Regions from separate parts of the Mus musculus genome. Here all the other regions are linked to region 3. A link is a contact called in public promoter capture Hi-C data. All regions are on one chromosome and are shown on one strand. The core of a region is the stretch at or near the end of the contact, and the rest is flanking DNA. Distances in the headings are between cores, read along the strand shown. Region 1 holds the start of Ginm1 (glycoprotein integral membrane 1). Region 2 overlaps Ust (uronyl-2-sulfotransferase). Region 3 overlaps Sash1 (SAM and SH3 domain containing 1).

The links. Promoter capture Hi-C pulls out the DNA fragments that hold promoters and counts their contacts.
Region 1: a promoter capture Hi-C map of liver shows a contact between it and region 3, with 2.3 times the contacts expected there. The contact joins the promoter of Ginm1 here to the enhancer-like site in region 3.
Region 2: a promoter capture Hi-C map of liver shows a contact between it and region 3, with 2.1 times the contacts expected there. The contact joins two enhancer-like sites. A contact is called at or near these places in 2 of 39 promoter capture datasets (liver and stem cell-derived epiblast-like cells).

What each region holds. Positions count from the first base shown.
Region 1 is chr10:7,779,640-7,784,305 of GRCm38.p6, reverse strand. Ginm1 (glycoprotein integral membrane 1) reads left to right here and starts at 3,389. Exons shown (of 8, transcript NM_001346750.1): 1 at 3,389-3,545. The coding sequence starts at 3,432.
Region 2 is chr10:8,230,178-8,234,546 of GRCm38.p6, reverse strand. All of the region lies in intron 7 of Ust (uronyl-2-sulfotransferase), which reads left to right. 4930573G07Rik (a long non-coding RNA gene) reads right to left here. Exons shown (of 3, transcript XR_003948827.1): 2 at 4,208-4,309. Among named protein-coding and RNA genes, the nearest start is that of 4930573G07Rik, 23 kb to the right of the region's middle. Within about 2 kb of position 3,081, at least 9 of the 459 cell types and tissues checked have an H3K27ac peak or open chromatin away from gene starts, as enhancers often do. A contact at or near this core is called in liver, where this site is marked.
Region 3 is chr10:8,771,590-8,776,352 of GRCm38.p6, reverse strand. The region is part of intron 8 of Sash1 (SAM and SH3 domain containing 1); the gene reads left to right. Among named protein-coding and RNA genes, the nearest start is that of Gm25410, 50 kb to the left of the region's middle. Within about 2 kb of position 3,367, at least 70 of the 459 cell types and tissues checked have an H3K27ac peak or open chromatin away from gene starts, as enhancers often do. A contact at or near this core is called in liver, where this site is marked.

The DNA.
Region 1 (4,666 bases), core at 2,140-4,639, 990 kb after region 3:
GTACTTTGGGACCTTTTGCATATATTCTATATATTCCACACTCCATGCCTGTCTTTTTCTGAACTTGGATTATTTTTTTTATTTATTTATTTATTTATTTATTTGTGTGTGTGTGTGTGTGTGTGTGTGTGTGTGTGTGTGTGTGTGTGTTTGCATGTGTTAGTCAGAAGGCCTTACAACCTTTGGAACTAAAACTACAGGTGGTTGTGAGCCACCTACATTGGGCCCTCGGAACTGAATTCCAATCAGTTGTTAGAAGAGCAACAAGCACTCTTAACTGCTGAGCCATCTCTCTAGTTCTCTAGACTCATTTTTAATTCCAGAAGTTTATCACAGAGTGTAATAGCCAGTAGTTTTAGATGACCAGAGAAGTAAGTAGGCCTTCATTATAGAATCCACCAATAAGTTAGTACTGATGTACAGTACCTCATAGTGGTTGAGAACTTAGCTAAAAAGTGAACATTTTCTGGGCTGTGGTGGTACACACCTTTGATTCCAGCACTTGGGAGACAGAGGCATGTGGATGTCTGTGAGTTCAAAGCCAACCTGGTCTGTAGAGTGAATTCTAGAACAGCCAGGGCTACACAGAGAAACACTGTGAACATTTAACGAGTCCTTCTTAGGTTTGTTATGGCGAATCTCATCCTAGTCTCCTCTTTGCCCATGTTACCTCTGTCAAAAAGAATTCCAAGACACACAAATGTCGTGTACAGATATTGCAAGGTAAAGTGGGGCACTCTCAAGGTTGACAAGTGGACAAAGAACCACTGCAAAGGAAACACTCTCAAAGGGTGAGGGTGGATAAAGACCAGAGATAGCTTTCCTGAGGGATGGTTTTCCTGTACAGGTAATTGATAGGCCCATTTTGGTTAACTCAAGTTTTTTTTTTTTCTTTTCTTTTTTGAGACAAGGTTTCATGTAACCAACAATGACCTTGAGCTGATGGGAATTATATTCCTTATCACACCCAGGTTTTGGGTTTTGCTTTTATTTATTTACATGTGTGTGTGTGAGGTGTGTACACACTTGTACCACAGTGGGTATGTGGACATCAGAGGATAACTTGCAAAGAGTTGGTTCTCTCCTTCCATCATGTGGGCTTCCAAGGGCTAAAGTCAGGTTTTCAGGCTTGGCAGCAAGAGCCTTTATCAGCCGAACCATCTTGATGGGCCCACAGTCAATGCTGGGAATGAACCCAGGGCTCTGAAGCACTGTACCAAGGGAGAGGTGGATTCATTGCTAAGGATGGGGACAGTGATGTGGCTGTGCTTTACCAGAAAACCCCCAGCTAAACAGTAATATTCTAGACTGCTACAGTGTCTCCAGCAGAGCTCATGCATTTAGTAGTCACAGTTCAGCAATTTCATTTCCTGGATTTACCATCTGCTGATTATGAAGGAGGGGGGATCCATCCTTAATGACCTACTAATATCTGAGAGCTACCTAGCAGTTTACTGTACCCTAGAAGTAAGGCATATGGCAGAGGTAGTAGGAGAAAATGGCTTCAAAAGCTGAAAAAAAAAATCCTTTCTATGGCAAAGGTTTTATTTCAAAGAAAAACTAAATACATTTCTTTAAAAAAAAAGATTTATTTTATGTATATGAGCACACTGTAACTGTACAGATGGTTGTGAGCCACCATGTGGTTGTTGGGATTTGAACTCAGGACCTTTGGAAGAGCAGTTGGTGCTCTTAACCACTGAGCCATCTGACCAGCCCCCTAAATAAATTTCTTATTCTACCTAACAGGCCATACATACAACTACGTGTCAATCGGTATGCAATCCTGTATTAAGAAAACTCCTTCCCCGGGGGAGCTGTGAGCATCTACCCCTACTTCTAAGGTCTATGACAAACCAAAATATAATCCCACCAGCATTCGCCCAGGAAGTCCTTGGGTTTATTGGGCTTACTCATGTGAGGGGTTAGTAACAGAAGTGTGGGGACCCCAGGGCAATGGTGGGAAATCACCACGGCTGAGGGCTTCTCAGTAACCTCCTGGCTGGGGTCCGGTCTCCTACTCTTCCCCAGCCAATATGCTCCAGCCCCTCCCTGAAGTTCAGTGCGATTAGGACAGAATTGTTTTCCAGCTGGCCTCACGACCTGAGTTGGATCCCCGTAAGCCACATGGCAGAAGCGGAGAACTGGCCCCCGGATGTTGTCCTCTCACGTCCACATGACACCTTGCTCCACAATAAATACAAGCTAAAGGGTTAGAAAAAGGGTTTGGAAAGGCGGCTCAGCGGTTAAGGCCCCTTATTGCTCTTACAAAGGACTGGGGTTTGATTCTCAGCACCCACATGGTGGTTTACAACTCATTTACATAAAATTTTAAAAATTAACAGGTTAAAGAAAGGTCTACACCTTCATTTCATAGGTTAGGAAAGTAATGGAGCAGAATGTGGAGACATGTGAACCGGGCTTCATTTGGTGGCATTTTCTCTCGACGCCAAAAGTACAGTGGGACATTTAAGGTAAGGGCCAGGTCCTCAGCCCTGACCCATGACAAATTATCACTTTCCCAGCTCTAGTGCAATCTAATCGAATCAGATACTTGGGGCTGTACGGAGGCCCAGTACTTCATAAACTTTTTAAAGTCTCACCTGGCCGGGCAGTGGTGGCGCACGCCTTTAATCCCAGCACGTGGGAGGCAGAGGCAGGTGGATTTCTGAGTTCGAGGCCAGCCTGCTCTACAAAGTGAGTTCCAGGACAGCCAGGGCTATACAGAGAAACCCTGTCTCGAAAAACAAAAACAAAACAAACAAACAAAAGTCTCACCTGTAGCCAGAGGTGGCAATTTATGAGTCAGTAGGAATGGTGGTGTTTGCCTGTAATCTCAACACTCAGGAGGCAGAGGCAGGAGAATTGTCACAAGTTGAATGTCAGCTTGGTGTAGATAGAGGGTTCTGGAGCTGCATAGTGAGAGCCAGTGAAAAAGCGGGTACCTCTCCAAGTGCTAAATTTTTATTTATCATTCCTGACATTTTATAAGACACTAGTTGTTTCATTTTTTTGTAAGTATATCGACATATTGATACTAATGAAAAAGTACCATCAAGGTTGAGGTGAGAGGGTGGCACACTTCTGTAATTCCAGCAGGATCAGTAAGTAGTTCAAAGCTAGCCTAGGCTACTGTTTCGAGATCCTGTTTCGAAAGAGAAAACAAAATCACACTCCAAAAGTAAAGGCTTCGTAAAGAATTGCACTTGTTTGGAGAAAACCCCTTTCTCATCTCAAACTCCCGGAGGACGCTCACAAAGTTGGCTCCGCCCATAGACGTCAAAGGCCTGCGCAGCCCCAGCAGCTCGGTCGACCCGCCCCATTTGGGAGGGGTCGGTCCCGCCCCCCAGCCCCTCCCCTCCCCTAGGCCCCGCCCCGCCCCGGACCGCCACGCCCTCACCTCCCGCCGCGCCGGGCCGGTGTTGTCCAAGATGGAGGGCGGCCTGTCGGCGCCGCTGTCCGTCCGGTTGTTGCTGTTCATAGCGCTGCCAGCCGCGGGATGGCTGACCACCAACGCGCCCAGGCCGCCGTCCACAGCCCCGCAGGTAGGGCTGGGCGTCCGCAACAAGCCGCTCCTCTGCCTGGACCTCCGGGAGCCCGGGCGGGGTGACGCTGCCCCCTCCCGCAGGTGGACAGCCGAGAGTGCGGGGCTGGACCGGGTCTGGCCGCCGGGAGAGAAAGGGGGGGCTTTCCCGGATGCCGGGTGGGGTGGGTCCCCCGAAAGGGAACGCAAGGAAGGCGTGCAGGCGTCCTTGAAAGTGTGGTCAAGACTGCGGCCATCGAACTTGAGTTTCCTAGCGCCTCTCGAATCGGTTCGGATCCTGCCAGGTTTTGCTGTCGAAAATGCGTGATCGCTAGTGACTTCGGTCGTTTGTAATGGCTCCTTCCTGGGTTAGCGCCCGGTCCTGGGCCCTGAAGATGTTTGTGTTGCCCAATTAGCAATTTTCCAGGCCACCTGTGTCTGCTCGGCCGCGACCAGGAGGGAGTGCCTTTCTTGGTCTCGGGGCCACTCGGGCTAGCGACTGAGGGAGGCTGAAGGTCTATCGCTTCCCGGATGGGCTTTTTATTGGATGTGTGTTTGTGTGTGTGTGTGTGTGTGTGTGTGTGTGTGTGTGTGTGTGGTCGTGGGGGTGGGGTGGGTGGGAGGAGCAGTCCTTTCCTGCGTGATGGGTCGGAGATGAGTTTCTTCAACATCCCAGGGGAACGAGATTCAACCGCTCTAAGGTCACAAGTCTTTCAGATTCCTGGCTTACTGTGAGAACCCTGCCATTGCAAAATGCCAGCCCATGATTTACTCTTGTTGCCACATTGGCCTTCTTCAGTATAGTAGGAGAAAGTTTAGAGATTATAAAATTCGAGTTTTCCCCAAATGACAAGAAACTTATGTGGTAGGAACACACTAAAGACAGAAGTGACTGTCATGATAAATGTCACTTTTTATGTTTAAAACTTTACTTGTTGTGTATATGTGGTGTTGGATCGGGAACTTACACCAATGGAGGTCACAGGATAACCTTGTGGATTCAGTGTTTCCCATGGTCCTGTTTTGCAACAAGTGCTTTTATAACTCTTGAGCCATCTCCAGCTCTTTATTCTGCTTATAATGTTTTAGAATTATGCTAGAACTCTTCTTTTGAATACAGAAATCACAAAGCAGTAGCAACAA
Region 2 (4,369 bases), core at 1,832-4,331, 540 kb after region 3:
GCGGCAAGTCAGTTCCTGCAATTCCTGAGTGTTTGAGAAGTGATGCTTGGCTGCCTGTCTCCATTACTGATCTGGCCTATGTGAATTTCTTCATAATTACATTCTACACACACCACCCTTTTCTCCTTCCTCTCTCCAACCCCATTTTTTATCATTTCTTGTTTTATTTCTTTAAGGATCTAAAATTTTTTTCATTTATTTATTTTATGGGCATTGGTGGTTTGCCTGCATGTATGTCTGTGTGAGGATGTGGGATCCTAGAATTGGAGATGCAGACAGTGGTGAGCTACCATTAAAGAGGAGCTGGCAAAGGGATTAGGAGCACGGGCTGCTCTTCCAGACCTGGGTTCAATTCCCAGCACCCACATGGTAGCTCTTTTAGGAGAAGGCTCATAGGTTAAAAACTGATGAAGAAAGATAACTCTTAAGAATATAGGCTGACAGGCAGTGGTGGGGCATGCCTTTAATTCCAGCACTCTGGAAACAGAGGCAGGCTGATCTCTGAGTTCAAGGCCAGCCTGGTCTAGAGAGAGAATTCCAGGACAGCCAGGGCTATATGAAGAAAACCTATCTCAAACAAACAAACAGACAATGTGTGTATGTGTGCCAAAAAATATCGTATCAGTTGAGTCTGATGAGAAGAGACCCTTCAGTGCCTTATGCTGGCAGATGTTCCTTTTGGGAGAAATGCCTTTGAAATGTCCATGAGCCATGGTGAAGGCTTCCAAGCAAGAGAGCTGAGGCCCTGGCTGGGTGAACCCCATCAGTCAGCTAATGTATGGGAGAAGACAAAACCATTGAAGGGTCTAGGCTACAGCTGTTTGCATAGCAGTAGCAACAGCTTCTATAACCAATGTGTCATGACGAACGTAAACAAAAGCCAGTGCTGAAATTCCAGCCACACTGTGTCCGAGCCAGTTCAAAATCATATAACCATTGGAGTTTTTCCTTCTCTCTAAATACATTCCATATGAGCCAGGGTGTTGGGGCTGCTGGAATCTCCTGCATTTACCCAGAAAGGAGTTTGAAAAGAAAATAAAGTCAAAGAAAGATGCTCAAAGGCTCAGTGCGGGAGGAGGGAAAGGTGTCCCTGGCCAGGCCTGTCCCCTTGGTGTGGCTGGGAATACTGTCACTTGACCTAGGAGTCACGGGAGGAATGGTGCTTTTGTCTGGGATCATGTCCCAATGGGGCCTTTGTGTCTGCAGTGACCCAAGCCAAAGTCAAGCTTTTTGGGTCAACTTATGACCCAAATTGTAAGAACATGGAATGGTGCCAGTTCACAAGCAGCCTGCTGCCAGCCCCCATGAGATGAGATGAGAACAGAGACCGAGAATTCGCATTTGGGAACCTACACAGTGATCTGACAAGACCACGGTTATTGGTTGCTTTTTTTTTTTTCTAACAACTTGTTTTCATAGTAGTTCACAAAAGTATTCATCTGAGGTGATTTTTGTGGGGCATGGCATGGGGGTGGAGGATTTAGAACTTATTTGATAAACATTGACATAGCTTCTCCCATTGGCTCAGGAGTCCCAGTCCTGTGAGGTAAAGTCCTGTCCACTTTCTCATCCATCTACCTGACAGTGAGTCCTGCTAAAGAGGGGTAGGCTACCGAAACATAAGGCCTGGCCCATCCCGGTGCGATCTGACAGAAAACAACCTGGAGGAGTCTGGGACTGGCTCTGAGTCAGAACCAGCTCTGATGGGCTGAGGCTGCCCATCTTCTTAGAGCCAGAACAGAGTCCTGACACTCCACGTGGTGATGAAATCTTGTGTTTGTTCAGGGTGATTTCTTGGCTCACCCACACTTCTAGATTTCCACATTATAGCATAGGATATTGTTTCCTAAGTATAGTAGGGCATGTGAGTTGGTTTCTGGCATCGATCATGGAAGATTAGCTTACCAACTCAGAATCAGCCCCAATGGCTATCACCAAAGACCGCACAACTCCCAGAGTGTCTATAAGTAGATACTGAGCCCCATGTGCTATTAGCCTTGATCTTAGACCATATTATTATTAACTTTGCTTTGGTTGAAGGTAGGCCCCATCATATTGTTAAAATAGAGTTTCACAGCCCTTTAGTGCCTGGAATTCATCACTTTTAAAAATGTTTTTCCAAAAGAAAATGTTAAATCCCAAATACATTTTTGGCTGAATGGTTGGTTTTAATGGTCCAGAGTTTTAAAAAGGAAAAAAAAAAAGCCCTGTAATTTAATTCCTCATAAAACATAAATCAGATTTGTGAAGTTTCTGCTAAACAGATCCTTCTGCTCAGCCTAAAATTTCTACCAGCTCTTAATCTTCAAGGAATAGTGAATTGTTGTAAAATGCCATCCGTGTTGTTTCATCTCAGAACTGAATTGTCTTGTAAGTAACCTGACTTCTGTTGTGTTTGTGGCTGTAGGGGTGGGATGGGGTCTACAGTTCCCATTCGTTCTCAGTCTTTAGCATCAATACAGAGGTATAGGATCCACATGACGTGAACATGGTATAATGGTTTTTACATCATCTGCCATCTCTCTCTCACCTTTCAACAGTTTGCTTTTAAAAGGTGATGAGGGTCAGTGGGAAAGTTACTCAGGCATCCACACCCACAGGCTGAACTTAATATCTAATGTGACCGGTGCCCTCCATGTCTCGTTCCACCTAGGGTTTCATTGGTTTACTGACAACTTCTGCATGCCTGTGGCGTCAGCTTAATGCCATCAGAGACAGGAAGGTCAGGCCTCAAGAAGGCAGAAGCACATCTGGAGAGTTCCTTTAAAACAAAAAAAGGTCCAAGTCACTTTCAAATTCACTTAATGATATACTCAGTAGTCAAATGCTGGGCACAGAGAGCCAGAATCTCTTCCAATAACACAAACTTCGGTTGTCATATTAATCTGAAGCACAAAACGCTTGCAGAAAAATCGAACAAGCAAAACAAAACCTACCCAGAATTCACCCCAAAGAAAGAAGCCAATATGCCAACATCAAAGGCTCAATGTTTTGTTCCAGAAATTGGAAAGTATCTGCCCCCATCCTGAGTTCACACTGCCTCAATAAACAGTGTCTCAGCTGTGTGTCAAAGTCGGTATGGACTTTTTATCATCATTACGAACGTGACTCTCCTGGCACTGTGTTTACCACCTTGTGCTGGTTTCCTATTCAGAGAGATTTAGAAGAGCTGAAGCTAAGACCCAGGACTGTGGCAGCGGGGAGTACAGGCTCTCGTGGGGCTACCACTTAGGGCCTATTTTGAACTTTGTTATTTCTTCTGAAACTGGTTTAGAAGGTCCTCCTAGATTATTTTCCATTTTTGTTGTTTTCTGTTTGTTTGTTTGTTTGTTTGTTTTGGGTAAATTTTACTCCTTGCTAAAGAAGTAGTGAGAACCAAGGAAAAGGGGATCACTGGTTCACAGGCATACTTTAGAGTAGCAGGTTGTCTCTGAGCAGATGGGGCTTTTACATCTGTGATATCCTGTGAGAAAACCCTGCTAATTAAGGGGGAAGTCTGCCATTGTCTGGATAGCTAGCCTTCCAGAGCTCAGTGCTATCTGGAGGACACACTTCATTGACCTTTACTGGGGAGTTCAAAAAGTCCCCACATTGCCTCTACATGCAGAATGGCACATAACCTTAGTTAAATTACAGGTTCAACTTCTTTTCTCCCAGTAAGAATCCATTCAGCTAGCACCTGAGATTCCTGAAATGCTTTGCCATGCTAATGCTTATAGCCTAAGTCTTTGCCCATCCTGGATATTTCTACCCCCACCACCTCCAAACCCCCCAAGTTATATAAGCCTTAAAAACCCAAATAAAGTGAATTTGTCTCCCTGCAGCTGGTCCCGGTGTCTCTTCTTCACCATACCTACTCACAGGGCTTCCAAACACAGCCCTCATCTGTTGACTCTTTTCTCTTTGCTCTCATAGACAGATATCAGCCGACAATCCCTGAGGGCAGGGGGAGCCATAATATCCCAACATTCTAGAATTCTAGACACAAGAATGGCAAACAGAACACTTACTCAGAAGTACATGTGGATACCAGGAGGAACCTGGGGACACTGACTTCTCCTCTGATTGGCTGTGTGCCCTGGGAGGGGACCAGGAAGTACTAGGAAATCTCACAGTGTCTTACTTCACAAAGCTAGCAATCCCTGGGAGAATAGAGTGGGATCTTGGGAGTGGAGGGACTCCATCCCAGCTTCTTCTCCGTGGTTACCTTCTGAGACTTCATGCTTTCATTTAAGGAGGTGCAGATGTCCTTCCGGCCCATCCCTTTGCAGTCACCCAGGCTGGGAAGCTTACAATCTTTTGATTATACCTTGAAAGAAAAATGAATGTTCTCAGAAATCTGCTCAAGAACTTTCTGGAATCGTTCCCT
Region 3 (4,763 bases), core at 2,118-4,617:
TCAGATCTGAACTATTCCATCATTATTCCGCAATTGCCTCCTTCTCAGGACTCAGATAATGTCTACTGTGATGATTCCCCGCCATCCCAAGTTAGGCAGACTTCCCTTTTCTATTGATTCCTTTCTATACGGAGATGTAAATAGCTCACTGGTCATAGTTGGGAATGCCCAGACCTTGAAAGGCCCAGTGATCATAAGGCCTTTGTCACCAGACCTCAATGCCTGTATTGACGCCTGGCATGCCTTGGGATGTCATTTGCACTGATTTCATAGGCTCCCTGCCCTCATAGCTGACATTAGATAATTGCGAGCTGCTTCATAGTAAATCCATGTGTGCATTCCTAGTTCCTAAGAGTTTAAAGTGCTAAAGATAGTTACCAGGGGAAGTGAAAAATAGCCTCCTCCTTGCCAAAGGAACATCTGTTCTGTGCTGGATTCTGCTCATAATGAGCTTCTGTTGTCCATGATGGAGTATTTAGAAGGGGCTCTGGCTAAGAATTTAACTTTATTCCTCCTTAAATAGCTGAATGTTTGCTTAACTATTTTCCTTTTAATTGATTGTAGTGCTTTGTTGTTGTTGTTGTTGTTGTTGTTGCTTGCCTCCTGCCAGGTGGAAGGTTATAGGGACTGTCATGAGGAGCTGTCAGTGTTGTGGCTGCAGGTTCAGCTTACCTTCTGGTTAAGAACACATTTAAGGGGCTGGAGAAATGGCTCAGCCGTTAAGAGCCCTCTCCAAGTTCACTTTCTAGCACCGACATCCAGTTAGTGGTTACTGCCTGTAGCATCAGCTCCTGGGCATCTGATGCCCTCTGCTGGCCTCTGCAGGTATGCACAGTCACACCACACACACACACACACACACACACACACACACACACACTCTCTGCAGGTATGCACAGTCTTGTAGTTATTATGCCATAAGTCTTAGTAAATAGTTTTATATTTTCGCAGAGCTAATGGACAAGAGCTGATGAATTGTGTCTGGTGTTTTAACATTAGTGAAAGTGCTTGAACTGAAATTAGTGATAAAGTTGATGGGCTCATGGGGTATTGCAAACCTCTTGGAGTGGCAAACCTGTATTGGATAAACTTCACACCTTGTAAAGTGTTCTAGAAAAAGTTGGAATCATGTGTCCAAGGCCGAGCTTCTTTGAGAGGATAAAGAAATTCTTGTGGAGTATGTTTGTGAAGCCAGTTGTTTTGTGAAGCAGATCGCCCTGTCATGTAACACATTCAGGTTTGAGGAGGCTTAGCGTACGAGTCTAAAGATATCTTCATAAGGGAAAATTACCGTGCACTACGAGGGCGTTATAGTTCCTCACATCCGGGAACCCTCTCTTTCTAGCCTTTCATTCCAACTATAAATATGACTGCTAACCTGGTCTGAGGTTCAGGGGAGCCATGTGGGTGGACCATTTCCAAAGTTTGAGTAACAAAATGTTATGTGGCCTTTTCTGAAGATGCTATTTTTAAGTGTTGACGGAAGTGTTCAAGGAAGGTCAGCACTAAAATATGCCCTCAGTATGTTATGTTTGGGGTAGAATCTGTTAAAGTGTCAGAAATGTTCTCAAATTATAAACTGTAGACTTTCAGTGACTGGGTTTTGCTCAGGAGGTTTTGTTACTATTTCTGTATGTAGCACTAAGGATAGAACTCACGGCCTTGCGCGTACTAGACAAAGCACCCTGTCCTGTAACATGTTGGCAGCCCAGGATGTAGGCTTTTCAAAGTCACTTCATGTGCCCCATTAACAGGCATTGTCTTCAAGCCAGAGAAGTCAAGTTTGCTGTCCCTCTAGGGGAGGTCTGCACTACAACTTTCTAGAACATCATCACTAGCTATTCTGGTAGAGTGTGCCGAAAGCTATAGAGCACACCACACAGGTGCTTGGTACTAGTTCTGTAGCAGATGGCCTAATGGTATTATGGAAAAGATACAGTCTACTCCTGGCATGTCCTGAGTAGGCTGCGTCTTCACGCTTCGGTTCCCCCATCATTTATGCATATACGATGAGCCTCTTAGAGTCTAGAGTCTGCCATTCTGCATTGAATCTTTTCTCCTCCTCTTCCTCTTCTTATTAGTTTATTTTTTCTTTTCTGAGATGGGGATCTATGTTGCCCTGGTATATGCTGACTTCCTGAGATCAAGCAATCCTCCTGCCTCAGCTCCCAAGTATCTTTGATAACAGCTGTGTGCCCTTATGCCCAACTTCTAACTGGGCTACTTTTAATGTGTTTATTGAATATGCTTATTTTAGCATAGAGAACTAATATCTATAAGTTAACATTTGTCAGAAATGTAATTTTCATATTCAAAAATGTTCAAAGAAAATCATGAACCAAATTGGCATCATCATTTGGGGAAATAAGACTTGACAGCATGTGAATTTTCAAAATGCCCCACCTGTAAATAATCCTTGGTTGAAAAATATATGGTTTTTACATTTTTACCAATTTGGATGGTAATGAATATTTATTGGGCACATAAATGATGCATAAATATGACAGCATTAGAGCTGCCAATCCAGGACCCATTTCCTCCAAGAAAACGGCTGGCCTTGTTTCCACTGTCTTCTCTTATATTGTTTTGCTCTAAGAGGAGGGCATCTACGAGAGGCTAGATTCCAGGAGTAAACTAACTCGGGCGACTGAGTGAGTGTGGGTTTTCTATAATCTCCCCTGTTTGCCTTTGTACTTTCTGCTACAGGAACTTTTGTGTACCTCAGCTTCATCCCAGATAGGTTCAAATTAGCAAGATGGTTTTTTCCTTGTGGCTAGGAAACGGCTCTAAGGTTGAAGCTTTAATGCTATCCTAGCTGCACTTGACCATGAGGTAACTGGACCTATGCTTCAGTTCTCAATTTCACACGCAAAACATGAGTGGGCCCAGTTCCCTTGTAAGGTGAACAGGAAGAAAGAGAAAGGCGTCCCAGCAATAGTTATCAGAGGGCACTTATATCCCAACTCAGGTAGGCACCCCCCGTTCTTTAAGTGCTGGGGATTGAGCCGTGGGCCTTACACGCACTAGACAAACACGCTACCATGCGCACTGTTCCCAGCTTAGCAGTTCTGCACACCTGGATGAGTTCCACTGGACCTCGATAATTAGCCCTTTCCAAATGTCTCTGAATGTGTGTGTGTGTGTGTGTGTGTGTGTGTGTGTGTGTGTGTGTGTGTGTGAGAGAGAGAGAGAGAGAGAGAGAGAGAGAGAGAGAGAGAGAGAGAGAGAGAAAACAAATGTATACAGTGCTTGGTGGATATGCACATGTTAGGAAATTGATTCTTGACCTTTCCCTTGTGAGCAATGTCTCTCTTATCTGTGCTGCTACACTGTGTAGCTCCAGGCTAGCTGGCCACAGCGCTTCCAGGTCATTCTCCCATCTCTGCCTCCCATCTTGCTGCTTGCCACCTCTGCCTGGTTTGTTCTTGTTTGTTTGTTTTGTAGGCCATGAACATTGAACTCAGAGCCTCAGGTTTGTGTGAGACTTATAGTTACTGGCTGACCTGTCTTCCTAGCCCCACAGTGAGAGGGGTTGTGAGAATTAAGAATTTGCCCCAAATTGCAAGTGGTTTAAAGGTGGTGGTGGGGTCTGCTGAGGTGACTTCCTGTTGTTCATTTCTCCACTTCCTGGTCTTTGCTCAGCACTGTCCCCTCCCATTCCCAGCCTTCTCCCTGGGACCAGGGCCAAAGTCTGAGGCATGTGTTTCACGAGTCCCTTAAGATCACCATGAAGAAATCAAGTTAGACAAGAAGGAGGTACTAGCCTCTGCAGACCTGGAAGCCAGCATTCACCCAGTGTGGGTAGGAACAGGGCTGGAGAAGCGGAGACATGAGTCAGGCGTGAGGTCTGGATTCCACTACCCTGTCAGCTCTGCCTCTGGGGCAGAGCAGCCATCTTTGTCCTTCAGTTTCTTCCCTAGATCAGCCAACCCAGTGTGCCCCGTGAGTGTTAACGGCACAGAGCAATCAATCCTGATGGGTGTCGTCACCTTTAGTTACTCTGTGGGAAGATCACCCGTCCTTTCTGTCCACTGCCATCATTGAAATGTTTGAGTCCTCACAAGTGCTATTTATGTCCATGCCTCTGTGTGTACATGTCAGTAGCCCAGTTGGGAAAACTCACCAATGCTCTCGGACTCTACTCTGCTCTTCTCAAATGCACATGCAGCTGACTGCCTGTAAATGGATTCAGGCTAGGTGTGAGTGCAGCCCCACGTGTAAGAAAGGAGGAAGCAGGTATCTACGTGGGGATGGTCTTCCAGGCGGGTGGATTTAGTATATGGTCTGGCTCTCTCAGAAGTGGAGGGAATCCTCATCCGAGGCCCAGGAATCATAACTGCAAGTTGGGTTCTCTGCAAATGAACCAGGGACACCTTTGTTTCCAATTGTTTGTGGGGACCCGCCTCAGTGTATCAAGGGCCACGTGAATACAAACAAATACTGACAGAGTGCCCAAGTATGACATATTCTGATGGTGTCTATTTCTAAAGAGATCTTTTTAAACTTAAGATAGCCTTTTAATACACTTTGGTCTTTTGTTTCTTTTTTATCAGGTTGAAATAAATCTATAACATTAGAGATAAAGATAGCTTTTGACCTATACAAATGAAGCTTCATTTGTCCAGCCTAATGTACAGCTACCAGTTGAGATATACCACATTAATTCCACTAGCTGGTTATATCCAAGTGCAGATAAAATCGAATATGGGTCAGGGTTTGGCATTTGGATTTGCAGTAGCCCTTCCTCTCTCCGCTGGAGGGAG